2 separate regions of the Zea mays genome follow, and region 2 is linked to region 1. Evidence: chromatin contacts called from public Hi-C data. All regions are on one chromosome and are shown on one strand. Each heading gives the region's core, a stretch centred on a gene start, on an enhancer-like site or on the middle of the called end of the contact. The rest is flanking DNA. Distances are from core to core; before and after follow the strand shown. Region 1 has its middle 51 kb from the start of LOC103640318. Region 2 holds the start of LOC100277584.

Region 1 (4,655 bases), core at 1,179-3,678:
CATCGAGAGTTATCAAACGTACCCTATCTCCAGGTGCAGGTATATATGTCGGAGGGGTGTTGAACTGTGGTGGCGGAGCTAGTGTGGATGCAAACTGGCTCCATTGTGGTGGCGGTGGAATATTTGTTGCCATGTCATGTTGCTGCATTAACTGTTATACATATGTGTTACTATTGAAGATGTTGTATTGAAATATAATAATTTAAAGTTCAGATTATGTATACTCACTTGATACATCGCTTGGTTATGTGCATTGCAAGCCTCCATAAATTCGCGTTGTTGTCTCATCTCTTCATGCATCCTCATAATCTCCAACTCCTGCTCGTTCGATCGACGAGAGCATGAGCTACGGGAAGACGAACTCGTCCTCTGAGATCTCACCGACGACGAGTCAATGAATCCGTCGAAGAGTGCGTATCTATAAGTGATTCAAAAATTGTAATTACTGCATAATCAATTTAGTGTCAACCATATAATTTCATAAGTTACAACTTACCGTCCATGTGCTTTTCCACCACCACTTGCATACACCACCGAGAGATCCACCGGTTCATGTCGCCAGTCGAAGTCAGGGTCATGGCGACGAACCATCTCCTGCCCATATGCCGCCTATACATCATTCACAACCTTACAAATGCAGGAATTTCTATACTTTGAACGTTTGTACTTTTGGGCAAAAACTCACCAGCCGATCCGTGGTTGTCTGGCTGTAGAGCTGGTCAGGGTTGTTAGGGTCTAGTCCTTTGTGGCCCTCTTGGTAAACCATTCACTTGTGTGACACCCAGCCTTCTTGAAACCTTCATACATCTAATCATGTCTATCACCCATTATTGCGGATGTGTGTACGAGTAAGGAGTGCGTGTGAGACATTCATGTTTCTACACGTCACACATACATCTATAGATAAGTAGTAAAACTATATATATACATAACATCACCTTCATCACATTAACATGATAATCATTAATTAACAATATTGCAACATCCAAATTTAGGTCAAATCATACTAACAAATAACAATATTAAATAAATTTTAATCGCATTACAGTTAACTCCCGTCGGCCATAAAAACCGACGAAAATAAACAATATTTGCAACATTAAATCCATTAAATTAAATAATATTTTTAGAACATCAAATTTATCATTACATCAATAAATAACATTAAATTCAACAATTCAATAGCATAAGTTAATCTACTATAATAACAGAATTAATACTTACCTAACATTAAGCCACACATGTGATATTAAACTAACTTTAATCACACTCTAATCACATGTTATATTAAACTACCTCTAATCACATGAAAGCTAACTCCCGTCGGCCATAAAAACCGATGAAAATAATCACATGTATTTACATATAGGTAGGATTATACCTCAACGAGCCTGCGGTTGCTGAACGGCGCGTCGGTACACGGGCGAACGGTGGACGACGACGGGCTGGAGACGGCGACGCTCGGGGGCTAGAGGCAGCGTTCGGGCGGGGGCGGCGGCGCTCCAGGGCGAGCGGGGGGGCGGCGGCGCTCGAGCCGGACCAGGGGGCGGCGGTGCACGGGCGGGTGCGGCCACGCATGGCGGCGCTCTGGGGCGGCGCTCGGTCGGGGCTGGGCTCGGCGGCGCTCGGGCGGGGGCTGCGCACGTCGGGTGGTCGGGGAGCAGACGGCGGCGGTTCGAGTGGAGAAGAAGAAATGAGCCCGCGCGCGTCCGCGGCCTGGCTCTAAAACACTTAATCCCCGTCGGCTTGTGACGTGGCCGACGGAAATAACTTAACCCCCGTCGGCTTTGTGACGTGGCCGACGGGAATAAATTAACCCACGTCGGCTTTGTGACGTGACCGACGGGAATAACTTAACCTCCGTCGGCTACTAGATGGCCGACGGAAATTAATTGATTCACGTCGGCTTTTTTACTAGCCGACAGGAATTAATCTGGCCGACGGGAATCGACGGGATTCCTGTAGTGGGGGATCGCAAGGACTCGCTAATCGTCCTCTTCTTTTGGATGCTGCCTTAGATCGTCTTCTTCCGCTTTATCGTGGATGGCGGGTGACAACGCAGGAAACATCTATCTGTACCTATTGTAGTTCGTTAATTTGAGCAACACACGTTGTCAACTCGTGTAACACACACCATCAACTTGTGTGAATAGAGCAATCACTGTCTTGAGTAGCTAGGTACAGCCTAATGCCTAGATTTGTAAAATTCAATATAATAATTTATATAAGCATAGTGATTATGTATGTGCTTGGTGCTGACAACAACCGTGTTACATTTATACCTCGCTGTATGTTTACTATAAAATTTAGATTAAAGTAAATATAAAAATGACTAAATTCATAATAGACAGGAGATTTGAAGGGCCTCGGAAGACGAACCCAAATACGTTTGGACCGAAATGAATCAACGAGTAGCTGATCCTATGTGGCCCATATGGAGGGAGGCCCTTAACGGCTCCTTGTTGTATTTTGTACTCTGATAATGAGAGAGTAAGAAACTTTGAATTTGGCTTTCTTCGGAACCGTGCCAAACAAGCGACGGCGGCGAGAAATCCGGTGACAGTTGACTCTAAATTTTACATTTTAAAATTTAAAGATCATACTCTTTATTTCTATTTATTTTTAACTAAAATTAATCAAGAATTCTAACAATTTACGAAGAAATATTTGAATCGTGATTCATTATCCTACATAATGGAGAGTCGAGACCTCGTTCCATTTTCTACAGAGACATCGAGACGTGCGGTAACAATTATATATAGTACCAGATTATAAAACATTACGTATACTTTTATATTATAACACTAACCATCGGTATCAGAGTATCACATGGGTCCTGGGCGGCAATGCAAGAGGTACAGGTGGGATCGATCGCCTTTCTCCGGCGATGGGTCGGGGCGGCTATTTGTTGCAGTAGCTCGTCGCCTCATCCCACTACCCATCGTATCTTTCGGCGAGAGACGGCGCGGCCAGTTGGCCATGACCCACGAGGAGGGTCCTAGCTACTGCAACGGTGAGAGATCACGAGGGCAGCAGGAGCGCAGGTCAGCAACGGCAAGTGAGTGAAGCAACTCTCGTTGGGGCACGGCAGGCAGACGACACGGGCATTGGTGGCGTGACGTAAAGGCTCGGTCGGTTGCTTTCTAGGCCTACGGGATTGAATACGATCTCATGCTTAGCTTTGGCCGCTCGGCGATTAGAGTTGCCATCCCTTTGTACAACTTGCCCGAACCCTTTTTTTTTTTTTTTGCGTTCGGGAGCTTTTTATGCCCACTTGAATTGAATGGGTCGGTCGTTTTGTAGTCTCGATCAGTACATGTACAACCAGTATATGTACAACCTTATTTAATATGGTCTTTTGAGGGACCTCTAAGAGTTTTAGTGAAAAAAAATATTAGAGACGGACTCTCTATAAAAAGCATGTCTCTTTACGACTCTATATATATATATATTGTATCTTAGTTGTATTTATGTTTCGAAGTCTTAAGATTGTATCATTCTTAAACCAGAGTCTACATATCCTTAGCCTACATGTGCGTAGTTTTCATAATGGGGCAAGGAGCATGTCTTCACGATGAAATAAATTTCCGCACACTCCAAACCGATGGGAGCATCCGCGGCTCTGGACGCACGCGTTGTAGCTCTTGGCTAAGTCTGCGCGCGGCCCTCAGCTTCTAGCCGTCGTGATGCAAAGGAAACAATTTCGTCCATCATAAATTGTATCATGAATTTATGATAGTTACTCACAGTCACAGATGCATGAATCAACTTGGACTCGATTCCACTCCAACTTCAACTCCGACTACGACCGACCCAGACTCAAACTCAGTTTCTACTTTAGTTCGGGCTCAGATTTGACTAAACTACTTGGTGTGTTTGATTTGAGGTCAAAGTAGGATGAGTCAGAGGCGTCATCGTCCCCTCGATTTTTTGGGATCACACCGCCCCTAAAAATCACTCCGGTGTTCACCTCCCCTTCGGTTGACTCTCAACCAAACACTATAGAAAACGTGGTCGCCTTATTCCATCCCTCTTTGTACATTCAACCAAACGCACCCTAAAGGATCGATGTAAGTGTTACCCAAAAGGTGAGAAGTTCAAATACATATTATAGATGCATTTTTCTGTCTCCAATAACATTGCATGATATAAGTCATATTACTACTCAATATACAAGTAGCTATTGCACTTGGCGTCTGAGTTTAACAGGATTTTATGATGGCAATCAATCAAATACATAAGGAGCAAGATTGTAGTCGTGACAAAATGATGATCTATTCTATTGGGATTTTCCTACGTATATTACATGGTCTAACCATCTTAGATCTTGTTCGGTTAATCCCATTATACATGGATTGGATGTGATTGGAAAAAATTTAGAAGAACTTTGACTTGCTTGGGATTTAAACCCAGTCAATCCCACTTAATTCACATGGATTGAGAGCTAACCGAACAAGAGAAGAATGATAATACCTCGTCATGGACCAAGTCGTCCCGCGGATCAGGCCTCGAGTCTTTTTTTTTACCCGAGTGCTTATTGGATGATGGATCTTGAAGGTGGAAAGATCATGGATAGCTAAGTTGCTTTTATGTTTACATTAATCTTTTTTCCTTCAAGCATCTTAACTGTCTTGCTACACCTAAGATGTTGATGG
Region 2 (4,655 bases), core at 1,519-4,018, 220 kb before region 1:
ATTTTTGTGCTGCCTACCTTATTTGTTTTTCCAACCGCGGATGAAAAAAAACAAACAAACAAAGGTAAATCCACGACGTCATCGGCTCCGCAACCAAGCGACGACAGGACGGGGCCGTTGGGCAATTCGTGCTCCAACGGAATCCACTACACGGTCACGCCCGGCTGTGGGATGGCAGACATGACCACGCAATCAGCAATGCTGCTTAAACATTCAGCAAAGTATGTAGGACCGCAGCGGAGGTTAGATTAGATGATTCTTTTCCTTATGAAGTCCGGCTGCTTGCTCCAGCTGAAAGCGCCGTCAGCTGTTTGTTTTTTCTATGGCTGCATCCATGTACTTCACACAGTCACAAAGGTACTCCTCAAATTACTCCAGTTTATGAACGATAAAAAAAGAAAACGGCCTTATATTTTTTGTTTTTTTATCTCTTGTATAATTGACGACCACCAAGGATAATGGTGCTTGTGCTTCAGATGTTGTACAAAAAAAAGGCAAATTTTAGACCATAGACCTCAAACGCAGAAATGTAAATTTTGGGTCCAATTACGTAGACCTCAACAGCATACATAGCAGAGAACTGCCAGTCGCTACTCTAATTAGCAGCAAATAATCGCTACCGGTACATTTAACATGAGGAACTAAAATATACTACCTCATTCCTCATACAAAATATCTCGATATAACCAGCTACTAATGACAAGGTTGAACTACAACTGCATATCACAAGACTATAAAGTACAGCACTGATATTTGTGGGACGACTTGTACCAGCTTAAAAGGATTCTCTCTTCTTCTTGTTCTTCGATTGCTTGGCCAGGAGAACAGAAAGCCCAGTCAATGCAAACTTCTTCCTCTTCCCCGAAATTCTTCTGCGAGCAGCCACATCCTCTCTGCACAGAACACCACTCCTGTTTATAATCTGACCGAGCGAGATCTCCGGTATCTCGCCTGTTTTGTCATCCCAAACACTCTTGTCGTACCCATCAGGTCCCATTAGCTTCATGCTCAGTATCTGCCCGATCGACAATGTTGGTTTGGGTGGTCTGTCTGAAGCATCAGAGATCATATCCGTGGCGTGCGAATCTTCGCGACGGTGAGCTGCCGCCCTTTTGAATCTTGGGGAGCCACCAAGAGACCGCCTCTTGTGCCCGCTCTCAGATTTCCATCTACGAAGAATCTCTTCCACCGCAAACTTCCCATGGTTTGCAGCCTCTACCCTCCTCAGGGCCTCTTGCAGCGCCTTCTTGCACTCCTCGACCTCCACTCTGGCATCCTCGAGCCTCTTGACAGACTCGGACTCTGAATCGTCAGCTGCGTCTACCTGCAGCATTGCGTTCTCCACTTTCCTCCTGGAGCTTTCGTCAGCTTCCAGAGCTCGGGAGCACAGCTTGAAATACTCCTCCATCGAGAGAGTTACCCCTCCTCCATCGGAAGCGGTGTCTCCTTCGAAAGAACTTCCGCTGCTCACTAGCGCTTTGATCTCGGCCAGCGCGAGGGCCTCTGCTGCTCTAGCGGCGTCTTCCATCTTCCTGGCTGCAATGCACCTGACCTCAGCCGTGCAAATGCTGGCCTTTACCTGCTCGATTTCTGCAGCCAACACCATTGCCTCAGATTTCGAATCGTCTGCCATGCTCCTGAGCTGCTGCACCTCGGTGGTCATTTTCTTGATCTCTACAAAAATATCTGAGGGGTCTTTGCGTCTCCTCTGCAGATCCTTCAGCGTTTCCATCTTTTGCGCTGTCTGATCCAGGTCATCCTCCAAAGAAGAAACCGACGAAGTATCAGAGGAGAGCTTCTCTCGGGCTCTTTCAAGCAACACTTTCTCTTTCGCTATGCTGTTTCGCAGTAGCTCGACTGCAGCCCGCACCGCAGCCAGATCACATGTAGCTCTGTTCAGGTTTGCCTTCGCCTGCTCGAGATCCACCGGAACCGAACCTGAATGGTTCTCCTCTACACCTTCCATGTCCACCACCACATCAATGTTGGTGTTTTCAGGTTTCTGCTGTTGAGCTCCCGCCTCAGAAACCTGGTCAGCAGCCTCTTCAGGGGATGTTTCAGTGGCTTCCTTCCGTATCTTCAGTTTCAGGTCTGCTATGATCTTCTTGGTTGCCTCCAGCTCCTTGAGCACATCAAGAGTCTCCCTTTCTTTAACTGCCAGCTCGTTCTCTAGCTGTGCAGCCTGCTCCTCGGCGTTGATGGCCTCTGCAGCTTGGTCAGACTGTTCATGTTTCTGCAGGTTGCAAACATGGAAAGCAAAGTAAGAAACAGCACCATCGATCTACTCTGTTGCTGGCTTGCTGGGGCCAGTCACTCCGGGGACCAAGCAAGTAGAGCAAAACCGAGGAGCCAGCAACCTCGGATCTCACATTGATCAACTACCAGGTGGATGCAGCAGCAGCAAACGGAGCGGACTATGCCACGGCAGGGGATGGACGGAGGAGAAAGAAAATGGGAGAAGAAAAGAGGCGGCGGCGGGTGGTCGGTCACCTTGGAGGGCGCGAACATGCGCCTGACGAGGTCGGAGCTCCAGACGGCGCTGCCACCGAACCGGTCGACGGCCTCCCGCACGGACTCGAACGGCGCGGACGTGTCGATCTCCACCCTGCCGCCGCCCGCCCCATCCGGCGCGGCGGCGGCTGGAGCTGCGCATTCTGCTTCGGAGCTCATGGCGAACGGTGGGGCCGGTTTTTTTGGTGGTGCGAGAGGAGAGTGGAGAGAGGACTGGCTACTTGGCTAGAGTGGGGATATGTCATATACTCATATGTGGGAAGACGCCAAGACGGGAAGAAAGCTGTGGGTTTTAAGATGGAGTCATGGAGAGCGCCCCGGCGAGAGAGACGTTGACCGCCCGCCGCACCAAGGAGCCGTTGGCCGTTGAGAGCACAGCCCCTCCTAATTTAAAAACTAAAAAAAAGAGAAAAAGGTTCCCACACCCCACGCACAAGGCTGCCACATGTTACCGTTTCCCAGCAGGCCTCAGCGGCTGCTCCCTCCTCTGCCAGACTGCCACACAGGTCCCCCTTCTCAGCTCAGCTCCGCCAAAACCCGAAAACGATGCAGCCGAACGCCGGGACACTGTACGACGAGTTGCCGTTGCAGGCCGCCGCGCCCGCGCACTGCAGCCAAATGAACACAGGATCCGCCGGGCGACGGGTCTTGTTCCATCATTGTCACACAGTGGTGGCGCGCGCGGATCACGAGGAAACCAATCGCCCCATCCCCTATTGCAGATGCTGCAGCGATCGTCATCTCCGATGCGGCCTTGTCTGCTTTGGCTGCGATTTTGGACGGCCGTCCTCACTCTGCCTACCAGTGCCAGTGCCAGCACACGGGAACTGAACGTGAACGTTGCCGAAGAGAAGACGACAGCAAGGGCTTCTTCGTTTCTGGACCGTTGCCAAGATCTGAATGGGATATAAACAAAACCGGTGCTGATCCCTATTTGTGGCACTATAAATTTAACACTAAATCGGTCACTACTAGTCTCGTAGCTTGATAGCTTGAGCTTTTGTTACACAGGATCCGATGTCATTAAATTATACCGTCTATAACGTCAGCTATCGATCACACTATAGACTATTACAATGTCTTTACCGTTATTATACATTGAGCATCATTCGAGGACATATATGTTGCACATGAAAGTTTAATGCACATGGTGCACATATTAAATCATCACTATCCATATCAGATCTAACGTTTCTGTTTAATTATTGTAATTCATAAATAACATCTTCCACCACTACATCTCACCATGTTAGAGTGTGTCCTTGGCAAAATGTATCAAACAACTAGAGACGTTAGATCTAAAATGAGTGGTGATGATTTAATATGTGCATCATATGCACTAAACATCCATGTGCACGAGATATATTCTCATCAGTTTTTCTTATACATGTTTGTATTGCAAATAAAACACGTGCTTTATTTGCAAAACATTAATCTAACGTATAGATAAGAATATCCACTCTACATAGTTCATAAAGAGAACAAAATTTATATTGTTTTAAAAAATAAAACTACACAATTGATGGAACAATTAAAATTACATTACTTAGGAAGAAAATTATATAATGTATAAAACAAATAAAAATGACATTATAATCTCGTTTGGATGTAGATTTTGGGGTACGAAATTGTGAATTGGGATCAGTTTTCTTAAATTTTGCTGTTTAATTGCACATGGAATAGAGATTTGAAATTAGGGACCCAATCTCTAGTATTGGACTATAACCGGAAGCTCCATCTTTCAATACAGAGTGTCACCCCTCTATATTGCGTGGAATTAGACCACACAATTCCAAACTTCAATACAATAACATCAAAAAATAGAACTGGAATTGCATCCCATTTCAATACCATGACTGATTTGGTATTGAACCAATTCAATTTCATACCCTCCAATTCACCGTCAATTACATCCAAATGGAGCACTAGAAAAATAAAAAAATTACATTACACATAAAAATAAAATCTAATTTCCATGATGCAAAGATCCTAAATATACTCCATTAAATAATTTTAGAGATGGTCATACATCGAAAAAATGGATTGAGGTCTCATGTTGAAGGATGGTTGCAAAGACCATAGGTGCTTGAGGGGTGATGGTTGGTGCTGCAATGGAGGACTCGACTATATTGTAGTCGTCCACA

The links. Hi-C and Micro-C count contacts between places; a contact is called where the count stands out from the background.
Region 2: a Hi-C map of leaf shows a contact between it and region 1, with 5 times the contacts expected there. The contact joins the promoter of LOC100277584 here to the enhancer-like site in region 1. A contact is called at or near these places in 2 of 25 Hi-C or Micro-C datasets (leaf and tassel).

The regions. Positions count from the first base shown.
Region 1 is chr9:136,520,119-136,524,773 of Zm-B73-REFERENCE-NAM-5.0, reverse strand. No RefSeq gene overlaps it. Among protein-coding and RNA genes, the nearest start is that of LOC103640318, 51 kb to the right of the region's middle. Within about 2 kb of position 2,428, at least 15 of the 20 cell types and tissues checked have an H3K27ac peak or open chromatin away from gene starts, as enhancers often do. A contact at or near this core is called in leaf and tassel, where this site is marked.
Region 2 is chr9:136,737,802-136,742,456 of Zm-B73-REFERENCE-NAM-5.0, reverse strand. It overlaps LOC100277584, which reads right to left and starts at 2,768. Exons shown (of 2, transcript NM_001151102.1): 1 at 2,491-2,768; 2 at 533-2,233. The coding sequence starts at 2,670. The coding sequence ends at 776.